Regions from separate parts of the Hordeum vulgare genome. Here all the other regions are linked to region 2. A link is a contact called in public Hi-C data. All regions are on one chromosome and are shown on one strand. Each heading gives the region's core, a stretch centred on a gene start, on an enhancer-like site or on the middle of the called end of the contact. The rest is flanking DNA. Distances are from core to core; before and after follow the strand shown.

Region 1 (4,676 bases), core at 655-3,154, 300 kb before region 2:
GGTGGGAGTGGGGCAGCGGCGGATCGAGATCATAAGCAGAGGGAGGTTTGGGGTGGCGGCTGTGGGTGCGTGGGAGAGAAGGGGCAAGAGGATGAGGAGTGGGGAATGTGGGGTTGGGCTATGTAGGGTGAGAGTATGAGCGGCTGAGGGCTCTCGTTAGATTCGAGAGAATCTGACGGTGTTTGATGCACGATCCGCGTGAGATGCTCATGAACCAATCCGAACACATTACACATTATGATCATCTAAATTAGTCGTAGTCGACTAAAAATAAGGTGCAAACTCATGTCAGCTATTTTACAACTTGAAAAATAAAAATAAAATAAAAACAGAAAAACCTTCTCATCGTGCCATCAAATGTGACCTAGATCTAAGGAAACTAAAAAAAACTTGGCCTTGCAAGTGGTCTGCCTAACGGAAAACCCTATTTGACGGGCAGTGCGTCAAAATGTCGCAGTTTCACATAGGAAGATCGAGCGATCGTCGGGATTGGGCCGACCCATTTAAGCGTCTCAGTGTCCCAGCCGGTTTTTTTCCAATTTTAGAAACTTCCTAGAAGATTCCTGAACCAGGTTTTATTTTTTCTGTATTCTTTTTTATTTATTCTTTTTTTCTGTTTCTATTTCAGAAATCTTGTGGATTTTCATAAAATCTTCCGGAATTTGGAAAAATGTTCTGGAATTTGAAAAATGTTTTGGAATTTAAAAAATATTCTGGAATTTGAAAAATGTTTGGGAATTCGAAAACTGTTTGAAATTTGAAAAATATATTCTAGAATTTTAAAAAATGTTCCGGAATTTGAAAAAATATTCTGTAATTCTGAAAAAATGGTCCAGAATTTAAAAAACATTCTGGAAATTTATCAAACTGTTTCAATTTTTTCAGAAAAATGTTCTGGATTTGGAAAATTGTTACGAAATTCAAAAAAATGTTCTGGAATTTCAAAATTGTTCTTCATTTTCTAGTTGATGGTTTCGTACAACACGTCGTTCTGGTTGATGGTTTGTTAAATGTCAATGGTACTTGTAGTGTCACCAAAAAAAATTACGGTGTCAAAATTTGTTCGCAATTCGAAACATTTTCAAAATTTTATAATTTTGTTCACAATTTGAAAGATAGTTACGGTTTCAAAATTTGTTCACAATTCAAAAAATGTTGACAATTTTATATTTTTTTCATAACTTGAAAAATGTTCACTGTTTAAAACTTTGTTCAAAATTGAAAAATGTTTACGATTTCAAAATTTGTTAACAATTCGAAAAACATGCACAGTTTTATAATTTTTTCACGAATTTGAAATTTGTTCAGGTTTGAAAATTTGTTCGGAATTCAAAAAATGTTTACGGCTTCAAAATTTGCCCACAATTCAAAAAATGTTCACAATTTTATAATTTTGCTCATGTTTCAAAAATTTGTTCACAATTTGGAAAAGGTGTAGAATATGTTTTTTTACAAAAGTTGTTCGGAATTTAGTAAATGTTCCTGTTTTACAAAATTTGTTCACAGATTCATACATTTATCTGATTTTGAAATTTTTCTACAATTTTTCCAAAACTTTTTGCTGATTTTCTATTTACAAAATTATTTAAGTTTTGCCAAAAAGATTCACGTTTTTAAACATTATGCAGAAATTTAATAAATGTTCCAGTTTTCACAATTTGTTCACAAGTGCCCTGATCTGCCAAGTAATTTAGTTCTTAAAACTACGGGTTGTTTATTTGTCACTTCTGGTCGTTAGGAAGTGGTTATCGCTAGACGGACACGGTCGTTTGGTCTGGAACTCGATTCCTGTTTAGGAACGCATTTTTTTCTAGATTTTATATCGCGCATGTACAGGTCGTGGTGGCCACATCGCTAGTCTACGGGCTGGCCCAATCGATGAGTCCTATTTGCCGCAAAACACGACATATAGGAGCTCCCCGGACGGTCGAACTAAAATGGGAAATCCTATTTAAGGCTCTCTACGTCAAAATGTCAACGAAACAGACAGGCGAGGAAGCGATAGTTTCAGATTGGGTTGGCCAATTAAAGCATCCAGGTTTTGGGAACCTTCTATAATGTTCCCAGTCGCTTTGATCCAGATTTAGGAAACTTCAATAAGGTTGCCTGAACTGTTTTTCTCTCGTTTTCTTTTTTCATTTACTTTTCTGTTTCTGTTTTAGAAAATGTTCTGTGTTTTCAAAAAAATAATCTTCAAATCCAAAAAAATTGTTTGTTTCTAAAGAAAATGTTCCGGATTTTCAAAACCAATCTGGGTTTTAAAAATGTTTGGCATTTTCAAAAATTCTTCTTCAAATTTGAAAAATGAAATCTATATGGGAATTACCAAAAAAAGGTTCCTGTTTTGTCATTTTGTTCAAAAATATATAAATGTTCTAATATTTTTTGAAAAATCCTCTTTTGTTAATTTGTTCGACAATACAAAACATATTTTCAATTTTGATATTTGTTCATGTTTCCATTTTCTGTATTTTCTTTTGTTTCTATTTCTTTTTTTTATTAAGTTCAATTTTGTGCACAATTCAAAAACACTGACTGTTTTAAAATTAATGCACAATTCGAAAACTGTTCACAGTTTCAAAATTTGTTCACAAATTGAAAAAAATTCATGTTTCAAAAAACATTCATAATTTAAAAAATGTTCGTGCTTTCAAAATTGTTTAAATATTTAAAAATGTTCGCGGTTTTATAATTTTGTTCATCAATCTGCAATTTGTTTATGTTTCCAATGTTGTTCACAATTCGAAAAATGTTCGTGGTTTAAGGGAAAATGTTCACAATTTTATAAGTTTGTTCAAGAATTCGAATTTTTTAATATTTAAAAATATGATCACAATTTGAACAATGTTCGTGGTTTAAAGAGAATTTTTAACAATTTTATAATTTTGTTCACGATTTTTTTATGTTTCTAAATTTGTCCACAATTCAAAAAATGCTCGCGGTTTCAAAATTTCTTTGCAGATTCGAGAAATGTTCACAGTTTTATAATTTTGGCACAAATTTGAAATTTATTTATGTTTGAAATTTGTTCACAATTGGAAAAATGTTTAAAGGTTCAATATTTGTTCATCTTTCAAATTTTGGTCAGAATTTGAAAACTGTTCGTGGTTTCAAAATATTTTTGAAGATTTTAAAAATGTTTCCGATGTTATAATTTTGTTCATGAATTTGAAATTTGTTCATGTTTCAAAATGTGTTCTTAATTTAAAATATGTTCATGGTTACAAAAATGTTGTGTAGTTTCAAAAAGTATTCTTCAAATCCGAATTAGTTTTTACTTCAAATTCGAAAAGAAAAGTAAAAAAGAAAGAAAAGACGAACAAAAAAAGAAATAAGCAGAAAAGGAAGAGAAAAATAAAAAAACTGCGCCAGCCCAGTCGGGTGATCCCTGTGCGTCCGCTTGACAGTTGGTCGTAATGAGCGGCGCTTAGGAGGTCCCCTGCCTAGCCCTTCGTTTTCTTTTTCTTTTTTATGAAAAGCTTTCGATCTATTCATCAACTGTTAAGATAGTATAAAAAATATTAAAAATGATAAACAAATCTAGCTCCATAGATCATTTAGCGACACTTCCTTCAACAATGTCTAAAAACTGCTGACGAATCATTGTCTGGTCTGGCTCTATCATAATTATACAATTATGTCTTGTTTCACAATGGCCGAAATTGTTGTTGTCTCATTTACTCATTTCGAGACCTCAACTTAAATTATGTGGACACACCTAATATACAAACAGGGTTGCAGAGTAATCAATTTTAGTTGGCCAGCTAATCGTATCTGTCCTTCTTATCTATCTAACGTCATGCACTGACCCATAACCATGTGGCAACATGTATTAATGGATCAAGTTGCTTGATTGAGGCGAAAATTCAAAGAGGTGCGCAGGTGTGGAGGCACGCACCTGCGCATCCTCTTACAGTCGTTGATCTGCCTTGTGATCCGAAAAGTTGCTTTGAAGGAAATTGTGTTGAAACACGGGGTGTGTTTTAGGCCCATTCAACATCTTTTGAAAATCTTTAAGAGCTCATGTACGTGTCATGACAAAGGGGTGTTGGAAAGTTTTGTACTTTCTTCGTCCCGGTGTATAAATCATCTTAGGTTGTGCACCGTGACCAAGACGAAGAGAAAAACGAGAGAAATCAATACTAATTTGCTAGTTAGTTTCAAGTCATTACAAACATATACGCCCCACGTCTCTTATTGGTTGATTTCTTTATTCATGTCAAAAAACAAGAAACAAGGTGAAAGTTAATACACCGCGTCTAAGTGCTTTGAGATTATTTGATTTTCGTGAGATGACTTATACACCGGGACAGAGGGAGTATCACCCGTCATTAGAGAAGGAGTTGGATCTTCTTATAAAGGATTTTCTCTCACATGCTATTGAAGCTTGAAAAAAAAGTGACCCTCGGGCACTCCTTCACCGCGGTTAGCCATGCCTGGTCGCGCTCAGCCTTCACCGCGGTTAGCCATGCCTGGTCGCGGGAATGAGCGGAGCTGGGCTCACACCTATGTGCTTATTTTTTTCGGTCAGAAATGAAGAGTCCGTGACAGACGCGCCACAATCTAAGATGTAGGATCGTGAGCTATTGCAAACTCGGACCTAGGTCCAGCCAATTGTAGCAACTTGAACATATCACATTTGCTTCACACGCATCACCCGTGTTGTTCCTCGGCGA
Region 2 (4,575 bases), core at 156-2,655:
TTCAACGCTTGAACATGCCCCGGAATCGAGCCCAAAACAACGACCGCTGCCTATTTAGGTGGTCATGGATCAACACGGCAAGCAGCATCTCCTCATCGTCGGATGAGGAATTATCGGAGTCACACAGAACATTATGGAAAAAAGAACTCGGCGGCGCAGTCCATTTGTACCTTGAGGCAAACTGTCGAACAACTTGCGGGCGTGGACGACGAAGCTGACCGACAATGGCAGATTAGTGTCAGGGAAGCTGCGGTGCCTCGGCGGCGATGCGGCCGGCGACGTGGGTAAGCGTTGGGGAGGTATGGGAGGAGACACCGGAATTGGGTGGCGGCGGCAACGATGACGGGGTTGGCGGCAAGGTGAGGGCTAGCTATCGATGATGTCGGTAGGGGTGGAGAACGACCAATGTGCCACCGACTCACGGGTCAGGGGATGGAAAAAGCATGCGTCGTCCGCTTCCACTTTGTGTCCGCGCCGATCCAAACCAGGCTCAATATTGGGCTGGAAATGGGTCGGCAGGCGGACGAAAAGCGAACACGTGCCTGTTTGGGTCGGCACGTTGGACCGTCTTTTCTGTCCGTGTAGATCCAAACAAACTGCGACGGACGAAATGGGTCGTTCCGTTAGAGTTGCTCTATTTGTCATTTAAAATAAATCGTTGACGCTGATGGCAAACCAAAATATTGGCGGACGATTCCAGCGCCCTCGTTTCTACCAAACCTAGCCAAACGGGCCGGGCCGGCCCGACTACCCGCAGGCCAGGCATGACACGGGCCGGGCCAGGCACGACACGGGCCGGGCCAGGCACGACACGGGCCGGGCCCGGCACGGACTAATCGTGCCCGGGCCAGGCACGAGCACGCTATGGGCCGTGCCTGGACCGCGACCCCCAGCCCGCGTGCCGGCCCGGCACGGTACGATTAGGAGGCGGCGAGGCGGCCGATAGATCTGGATAGGTTCGAGCGGGAGGGGCTGGGCGGGACTCGCGGGAGGGGCGCACGAAAAATGGAAAAAGAAGCGGCGACGCAGTCGACTGGGCGGGAGGGGCGCGCAAAAAGGGAAGGGGAGGGCGGGAAAGGGCGGTGGGAGCGTGGGAAAGGGAGAGGGGGCTGATTTTTTTTGCCTTTTTTATTTTTTTTATATCAAAATAGCCAGCGTGCCGCGGGCCGGTCCAATTAGGCCTGCGTGCCGTGCTTGGGCCTGGGAGGCTGGCACGCGGGCCGACACGGCACGGCCCGGATATTAATCGGGCCCAGGCGAGCCGTGCCGTGCCTGGCACGATTACGGCGGGCCCGGCCCGCCGTAATCGTGCCGGCCCGTTTGGACAGGTATAGTTTCTACCAATGCATTGGCGCAAAAGAGCTAGGAGAGAGTGGAGGCGAGCTGGCGTACCAATTATTTGGATCCCATCCAAACGCCCACTCCACGGCTGGTCAATGACCAATATTTTGGTCGGGCAGATAAGGGATCCAAACAAAACAGCCCCTGAACTTTCAGAGCAGAGCTCACTGCGGAGGGGGTCGCCGGCCGTGGGCGGATGGCGCGCGAGGCGCCCTTGTGGCTTCTCCTGCTCTCGTCTGCTCACCTGCTCCTCCGATGTGCTTCGGCGCTCGATCGCGGCCAGTTCCCTCCTCCGACGAGCTTCCTCTTTGGGACATCCACCTCTGCCTACCAGGTACCTACCCCCCACCCAATTGTGCACCGAGTGGCTGCATATCCTCTCTTTTTTTCTCGATTGAGCTAATTTTTGTTTTTTGTTTTGAGGGGATCGATTGGGCTCCTGGGATGACTTGATGCATCCCCTTCTTTTCCAAACATTCAGTAGCCAGTAGGCGTATAATTGCAATCGTTACACTACGTTGCTGAAGGAAAATAATTAACTTTCCTTTTGGAAATCCTTAAGAAATCTACCATTGTCTTCAATAGAATTTTTTAGGATTTCTTTTTACAAAAGAGTTTATTAAATCCAAATTCTGAAAAAAAGAATAAGCAGATCCATAGAAGATATATGCTATGAATAAACCAAAGATAGCTAGAGTTACAGAAGAAATTGCATTAGTAAAAAACACAACCCCACAATTTTTTTAAAAAAAATACTTGGTTTTATCTAGCTTTCCTATAGAACAACTCGCTGATGAAGAAATATCTTGCTGCACATTTATTTTCCCAAATGATAAGTGTTTCATGTATGACACGAAGTACCGACCTGACGCTTTTTTATACTCCCTCCGTTTCAAAATAACTGTCTCAACTTTATACTAGCCCTAGAGTACTAAACTTGTCATCTGAAAAAAAAAAGATAAATCCCCAAAAAAACTGAAACTTGCCATCCAAACAGAAAGTTGCTATGCTTCACAACTAAAGTTGCCATCCTCTTGTAACTAAAGTTGCCATAAAAAAACATTGGAGCTGCTTCATGTCAGGTGTGTGGCACTTACCAGTTATCAGTGTCTTCTACTCCCTCCGTCCCGAAATAAGTGTCTCAACTTTGTACTAACTCTAATACAAAATTGCACTAAGTTTAAGACACTTATTTTGGGATGAAGGAAGTATTTTTTTAGGGTATTTAGTTGCACATTTATTTATTGGGTATCTAGCTGCACATCAGCTTATGAAGGGATGTAACTAAAAAAACTAAGGAATGGCTAGCACGGCCCAATCTATGCGCTATATCCTGTCATCCAAGTACCCAACCCAGTTGAGCTATGCAGCCCATTCAAATTGGGCTTCCGAACCGAAGCCGACCAAACCTAGTTGACTCCGTTGTTTTGCTGCCCTTGCCCCTTGGGAAACTTGTACACACTTTTGGACTTTTAGTGCATTAAAATTTTATTTATGATTTGTAGTGTGAGCTATCTTGTTACATAATACACCGGCCTCTTTTAGGCAACCTCAAGCTCAAGTTTGCTGATAACATGTTGTTTCCATTCTTCAGATTGAAGGCGGATATTTGGAGGGTAAGAAAGGCCTAAGTAATTGGGATGTCTACACCCACAAGGAAGGTGAAGATTCAGAATTCATATTACTGCACAGTTTCAATCTAGACATACTTCACTTTTATCTTGTGATAACTTGATTTCTTCATATGTCTTCTTACATTTTCTTTCTTTCTTCCTTCCTTCCTTCCTTTCTTATCTTGTGGGTTCAGGCACAATTGAGGATGGAAGTAACGGCGATATTGCTGCTGATCATTACCATCGCTACATGGTATGTTTTCTGCTAACACATACTGTTGATACTGTTCAATGCATCTCTACTCCAATTCATCTTGTGCAAACTATAATTTTTTCCCTACTTCAGGAAGATATTGAGTTGATGCATTCCTTGGGAGTGAACTCATATCGATTCTCCATAGCATGGACACGAATTCTACCAAGTGAGTTTGACTTCAATGTCATTTGCCTTTCTTAGGAATTATGCTATTTGTTAGAGTTATCTACAGACTGTCTCGGAAATTGTTTGTTGCTCCAGGAGGCCGATTTGGACATATAAATCCAGACGGTGTAGCATTCTACAATGCCATCATCAATGCTCTTCTGCAGAAAGGTATTTAACAGAAAATTTCATGCAAAGGGAGATCATTTTTTAAGGTCCTATGCATTTGTTAATGGCATGCATAACCAGGCATACAACCATTTGTTACGATATTTCATTACGACATTCCACATGAGCTTGAAGAGCGATATGGTGGATGGTTGAGTCCAGAAATCCAGTATGTGTATTGCTGTTCCTCTCAGTTTGTTTTACTCCTCTGAATCAAAAAGGAAAAATTTAAATTATCGTACTTCCAAATGCATTTTGTTTTGCGGGTAATTTCCAAATGCTTTTCAGGAAGGACTTTGGTTACTTTGCAAAAGTATGCTTCAAGTTGTTTGGCGACCGAGTGAAATTCTGGGTTACAATGAATCAGCCTAACTTATTGGCAAAATTTGCTTATATGGATGGATGGTTCCCTCCTGGTCATTGTTCGAAGCCGTTTGGGAATTGTGCCTTTGGAAATTCTTCAATCGAGCCATACATAGTAGGTCACAATATGATACTTTCACATGCAAACGCAGTGAGCATTTACAGAAATAACTATCAGGTACAAATTAGATTCTTCTAGGATACGAGTACACCATCACCTCGTGTGTGTTTTCCATGGAAGTTAATAATACAACACCATTAACTGAGGATTTTTAGTATGGTTTAATAATATCTATGCCACTTAATAGGAGACACAAGGTGGATATATTGGAATTGCTGTCGGCGCAAGATGGTATGAACCATTGCGAAATACCACAATCGACCAACTAGCAGTTGAACGGGCTATATCTTTCAATGTTCCATGGTACTATACTATCCAATAAGAAGATAGCTGCAGGATAATTAGCATTTTGTTTCCTCATAATTCCATAACAAGTGTGTTCTTAAACAAGATAATAAATCTGTCTAATACAAACAAACAGATCAACAGGCTGATATAATTCGCAGCAACACCATGATTTTTTTGTTTCACTACACGGAGGCAGAGAAACTGACTATATTTTCTGTAACTGGACTTTGAAAGATTTATTTTCCATTATTTCTTGGAAC
Region 3 (4,678 bases), core at 6-2,505, 480 kb before region 2:
AGAACTCCGTGTCCTCTTCGCCCGAGTAGAAACCGAGCTTTTCCAAGGCTTCCTGCATGAAGTGCACTACACTTGAATTTCCTTACATACCACTGAATACAATCTTTTGTGCATAGATTTTTCTTTTCGGAAGTGTCATGGAATGCTAACGAGTTGATTAGCAGGTTCTGGATCACAAATATAAATCTCTATCACTATCTCGTAAGTGCATTAATTCACAGCCACATTGTTGACAGTGTAGAGCGTCAGCAGATTGCACAAAGTTGCAGTGGGTAGCTAGGCAGAAAGTAGGCATTGCCAACAGTCAAGAGAACAGAGCATGTCCTGTTCGGCTCGACCACACGTCGTGCATGGCGAATCCTAGCCAAAACGAGAGGTGCGCGACCGCGGCTACGCTCACCTGCATCGCGCGCACTTCCTCGCCTTCGCTCCCTACCCTCAGCGCCCGCTTCTTGCCGCTGCCGGCCCCGGCCTTCGGTTTCGCCTTCGCCTTGGCCTTCTCCTCGACCACCACCACCTCCTTCCTCACCTCGACCTCCTCCACCGGCGCCGGCGCGGGCGGCGGAGGGGGCGCCACGCTCGCCGCGGGCGCGGGCGGGGGCGGAGCAACGCGCGCCGACGGTGCAGGGGGAGGCGGAGGCGGAGGCGGAGCAGCGCGCGTAGCCGCCGGGGCGGGAGGAGGCAGGGGCGCGGCGGGCGGCAGCGGGAGCGGCTCGAGCGCGCGGAGGCGCAGACGGAGCGCCGTGATCTCGGCGAGGAGCGCCTCCCGCTCGGCGCGCCAGCGCGACTCCTCGCGGAGCCACCGCTGCTCCTCCCGCAGCCAGCGCTGCTCCTCGCGGAGCCACCGCGCTTCCTCGCGCTCCTCCGAGGACGACGACGAGGAGGAGGAGGCGGCCGACCGGACGAGGAGGAGGACGGCGCGGCGCGGGTAGGGCCTGAGGCGCGGGCGGTGGAAGGAGGAGACGGACGGGAAGGCGGGGGTGGTGATGATCATGGTCGTGGAGGCTGGGGGCGAAGGGAAGTGGCGTGGAGCTTGGTGAGGAGATTGGCAGTGGCCTCTGGCCAGTGGCCAGTGGATATCCCTCGGCGTTGGCCGTTGATATTTCGGGCGCGCCGGGACGGTACCGCAACCGACCTGCAATTACACTTGGCGCCGGCGGCCCGAGCGAAAGTGTATTGTGGCCTAATGGAGCACTTGCATAAGGGTATGTACAATGATTGATAAAATAGTTTTATTTTAAATCTTTCATGTAATTTAAAGATAATAAAAAAGAGAGTCTATAATAGGTCATCTTTTAAGCCCTGTTTGGAACCATCCAGATTATATAATCCAGTTTTTATAATCCATTATGTCTTTAAATGGAACAGACTATGGTGTAGATTAAAAAAACTAGATGAACAGATTGTAAAAAACTCATAATTTAGTCTACACCAGCTAAAATCAGAATATGGATTGTTAATGACCCTTACATTCATACCATCGCCACCCTCCTTTTTTTTTAAACAGAGGGCAGACATATCATTATGCAATGTAAAACCTGAATTACAGTTTATATAATCTGGCCTCCAAACATGTTCACCTAGATTATTTTTATAAACCAGATTATATAATCTATCTTCATAATTCATATTATCATAATCTATTATGGTTCCAAACAGGACCTTAGCCTTATCTTTTATAATTAGTTATTCCTAAAAACATGATGAGACATATTGTACTAAAAGATCACCTCTTGTCTTCTCTTAAATAAAAGAAGACAAAGCCTTTTTTTCGAGTTCTCTCTCATCCACCTCATCATTTATTCTATGTAGCACTCTTAAGATAGCATCATTGTACATGTCCTAAGAAGGAGAGAACTCCTCTTCGGCGCCTGTCGCGCGGGGGGGTCGCAAGCAAAGCAACGGCTGCGTCCGCGGTGAAACTGCGTGTGGAAGAGTCTTCTTTTTTTTGCGAAAAAGTGTGGAAGAGTCAATCCGTCGAACACGTTGCGTGCGTCGACGGCTTGGGGTAGGAAGTACGTGCTAGGGCTATTTACCTTGGCTTCTCCGCCCGCGGGGCTCTAGAATGAACGCCTGGTAGTAGTAAAAAAATCTTCTTGATTTTCAAAAAATGTTATGGATTTTAAAAAAATTGTTTTTCAAACTAGGAAAATGTTTTTTATTTTTCAAAAAATGTTTTGGATTTTCAAAAAATATTCTGAATTATTGTAATAGGTTTAGCTCAGTCTCATTTAAACATGAACGTAGGAACTTTAATTTCGAGCCTCACAATCTCGCGGAATAGATAGACATGTGTGGTTAGGCAACCCTCATGATTCGAACCTTGTCCCTATGATCGTGGATTTTGATGAATGAAGAGGGCAAGATTTCCCAAAAAAAAAATTGGCACGACATGTGTTGGCTCCAATGGAAACAACCTTTATATCTCGCTTATAGTGAAATACTTTTTATAAGAATCATAGTGAGATACATTACTACCCATGGTGGTAGCTACACATGGCCCCAATTTTTATCTCTAATTAATTTGATAAATTACTTTGAAATATAAAAAATAATTTTATAACAAAAAATATCATGGTTTTGGACCAGCCATACAAGAAAACATGCAATTTTGCCAAAAAAAGGCAAGGAAAAAAATGAGAGAAGTGAGAAACGTTCTTTCTACAGAACAAAAAGACACTTGTGTCAAAAAGGTTACAAAAAAGACAAATCAAAGTGAAAAAAGGTCATTCATATACAACAATAATGAACTTGTGTCAATGCCTTTGAAACCCGACACCTCCTATATCAAAAAAGACACTTATACCAAAGGGTGTGCAGCTACTACCATGCATAGGAAATTGCCTCTCGCTCTTCTTTTCCCATTATTAATATTTTCTTCTTCTTTTCTTTTATTTATCTTTTTATTTGGATTTTTAAGTTTTTATTTATGTTTTGTACCGTTATTTCCTTTTCTTCTTTTCTTCATTTTTTTTTGTTTCCAATGTTTCTTTCTTTGCCTCCTTTTGTTTCACCAACATTTTTCTTTTGTTTTCCCTTTTTTCTTTGTTACAAAATTTTATTTTTTTTTGGTTTTGTATGTTTCCTTATCGGTTTTCATTTTTTTCACTTGCTTCGTCGCTTTTTTAGGCTTTTTAATTTTTGTTTCTCATAGTTTTTTTGTTTCAATTTATTTCTTTGGGTTTTTTACTTTTGCATTTTTTAAGCATTAAAAACATTTTTGAATACATGTTTAATATTTTTAAATACAATTTCAACATTTTTATATGAACAATATTTTTATACACATTTAACGTTGTTTATATGTCTGATTAATATTTTTCAATTCGAAGACTAACAATTTTTAATACATGGACACCATTTATCCTATATATATTTAATATTTTCAAATACTTTATTAATGTTTTTTGTATACAAGATTCACAGTTTTAATACATGGGCAACAATTTTTCTATACCCATTAAATATTTTCTAAATGCTTGATTGACATTTTCAAATGCTTTATTAATGTTTTTAAAATACAAGATTGATATTTTTAATACGTGGGCAACAATTTTTCTATAGACATTAAATATTTTCTAAATGCTTGATTAACATTTTCAAATGCTTTATTAATATTTTTTAGATACAAGGTTGATATTTTTTAATACCTGGGCAACAATTTTTCTGTACATTTAATATTTTCTAAATGTTGGATTGCCATTTTTTAAATTATTGTTTAACATTTTTTCAAATGCATGAATACCATTTTTCTAAATACATGATCAAATTTGGACGCACATTATATAACTTTTTATAAACTTTTCCTATACATGATAAACATTTGTTAATACACATTTAACATTTTTTAAATGCCTGGTTACAATTTTTTGACTACACATTTTTAACATACTTCAGATGCTGGATTAACATTTTTTAAATAGAAGATTAACGTTATAATACTTGGTTAATTCTTTTTAATACACAATTAATTTTGTTCAAATGCTTGAGTAATATTTTTTAAATACAAGCTTGACAAATGTTTAATACATGGTCAACATTTTTATGTAGACATTACAAATTATAAAATGCTTGATTAACATATTTCAAATACTTATTTAACTTTTAGAAAAAACATGATTTTTTCAATACATGATCAATATTCTTCACACATCATGTATTTTTGTCTATACATGTCAAACATTTTCTTTGTACACATTTCACATTTTTCGAATGCTTGGCTATTTTTTTTCAGATGTTTTACATAAAGTGTTTTTTGTAATATATTTCTTTAAAATATTTCAAAGTGTAGAGAAAGTTAAAAAAATATATGAAAAAAAACAGAGAACCACCCATCCCCCTACAGGATGACGCGAAAGCACGTTAGGTCTCATTTTAAGCGAGATATAGCTCTGCCCGCCTGTTGCGGTACGAAGTGTCCGTGACACATACTTAGAATGGTTTTGCCCCTTGGCCCATTTTGTACCCCCTTTGATCGTTCGCCTTTTCTTATCCTCGTAAGTTGGTTGTTCGCGTGCAACGCCAAGGTGTATGCATGTATGATTCAGAGACTTGTATGCGATTGCTCCACCAAGATCGTGTTGACTAGCTCCGGCTGAGCATGAATTTATGATGGTGGCGTCGCTAGAGCTGGAACCTGAGGTGCAGCAACGACATTCTGTAGGAAGAAGCAAGGCCA

Evidence for each region. Hi-C and Micro-C count contacts between places; a contact is called where the count stands out from the background.
Region 1: a Hi-C map of leaf shows a contact between it and region 2, with 3 times the contacts expected there. The contact joins the enhancer-like site here to the promoter of LOC123427229 in region 2. A contact is called at or near these places in 2 of 6 Hi-C or Micro-C datasets (leaf and seedling).
Region 3: a Hi-C map of seedling shows a contact between it and region 2, with 2.0 times the contacts expected there. The contact joins the promoter of LOC123427235 here to the promoter of LOC123427229 in region 2. A contact is called at or near these places in 2 of 6 Hi-C or Micro-C datasets (leaf and seedling).

Annotation. Positions count from the first base shown.
Region 1 is chr2H:558,032,924-558,037,599 of MorexV3_pseudomolecules_assembly, reverse strand. No RefSeq gene overlaps it. Among protein-coding and RNA genes, the nearest start is that of LOC123427233, 54 kb to the left of the region's middle. Within about 2 kb of position 1,904, at least 1 of the 3 cell types and tissues checked has open chromatin away from gene starts, as enhancers often do. A contact at or near this core is called in leaf, where this site is marked.
Region 2 is chr2H:557,727,585-557,732,159 of MorexV3_pseudomolecules_assembly, reverse strand. LOC123427229 (probable inactive beta-glucosidase 14) reads left to right here and starts at 1,405. Exons shown (of 12, transcript XM_045111226.1): 1 at 1,405-1,675; 2 at 2,936-3,002; 3 at 3,149-3,207; 4 at 3,301-3,376; 5 at 3,472-3,546; 6 at 3,625-3,712; 7 at 3,832-4,084; 8 at 4,215-4,258. The coding sequence starts at 1,538.
Region 3 is chr2H:558,207,624-558,212,301 of MorexV3_pseudomolecules_assembly, reverse strand. It overlaps LOC123427235 (protein disulfide isomerase pTAC5, chloroplastic), which reads right to left and starts at 1,255. Exons shown (of 6, transcript XM_045111232.1): 1 at 401-1,255; 2 at 1-52. The coding sequence starts at 994.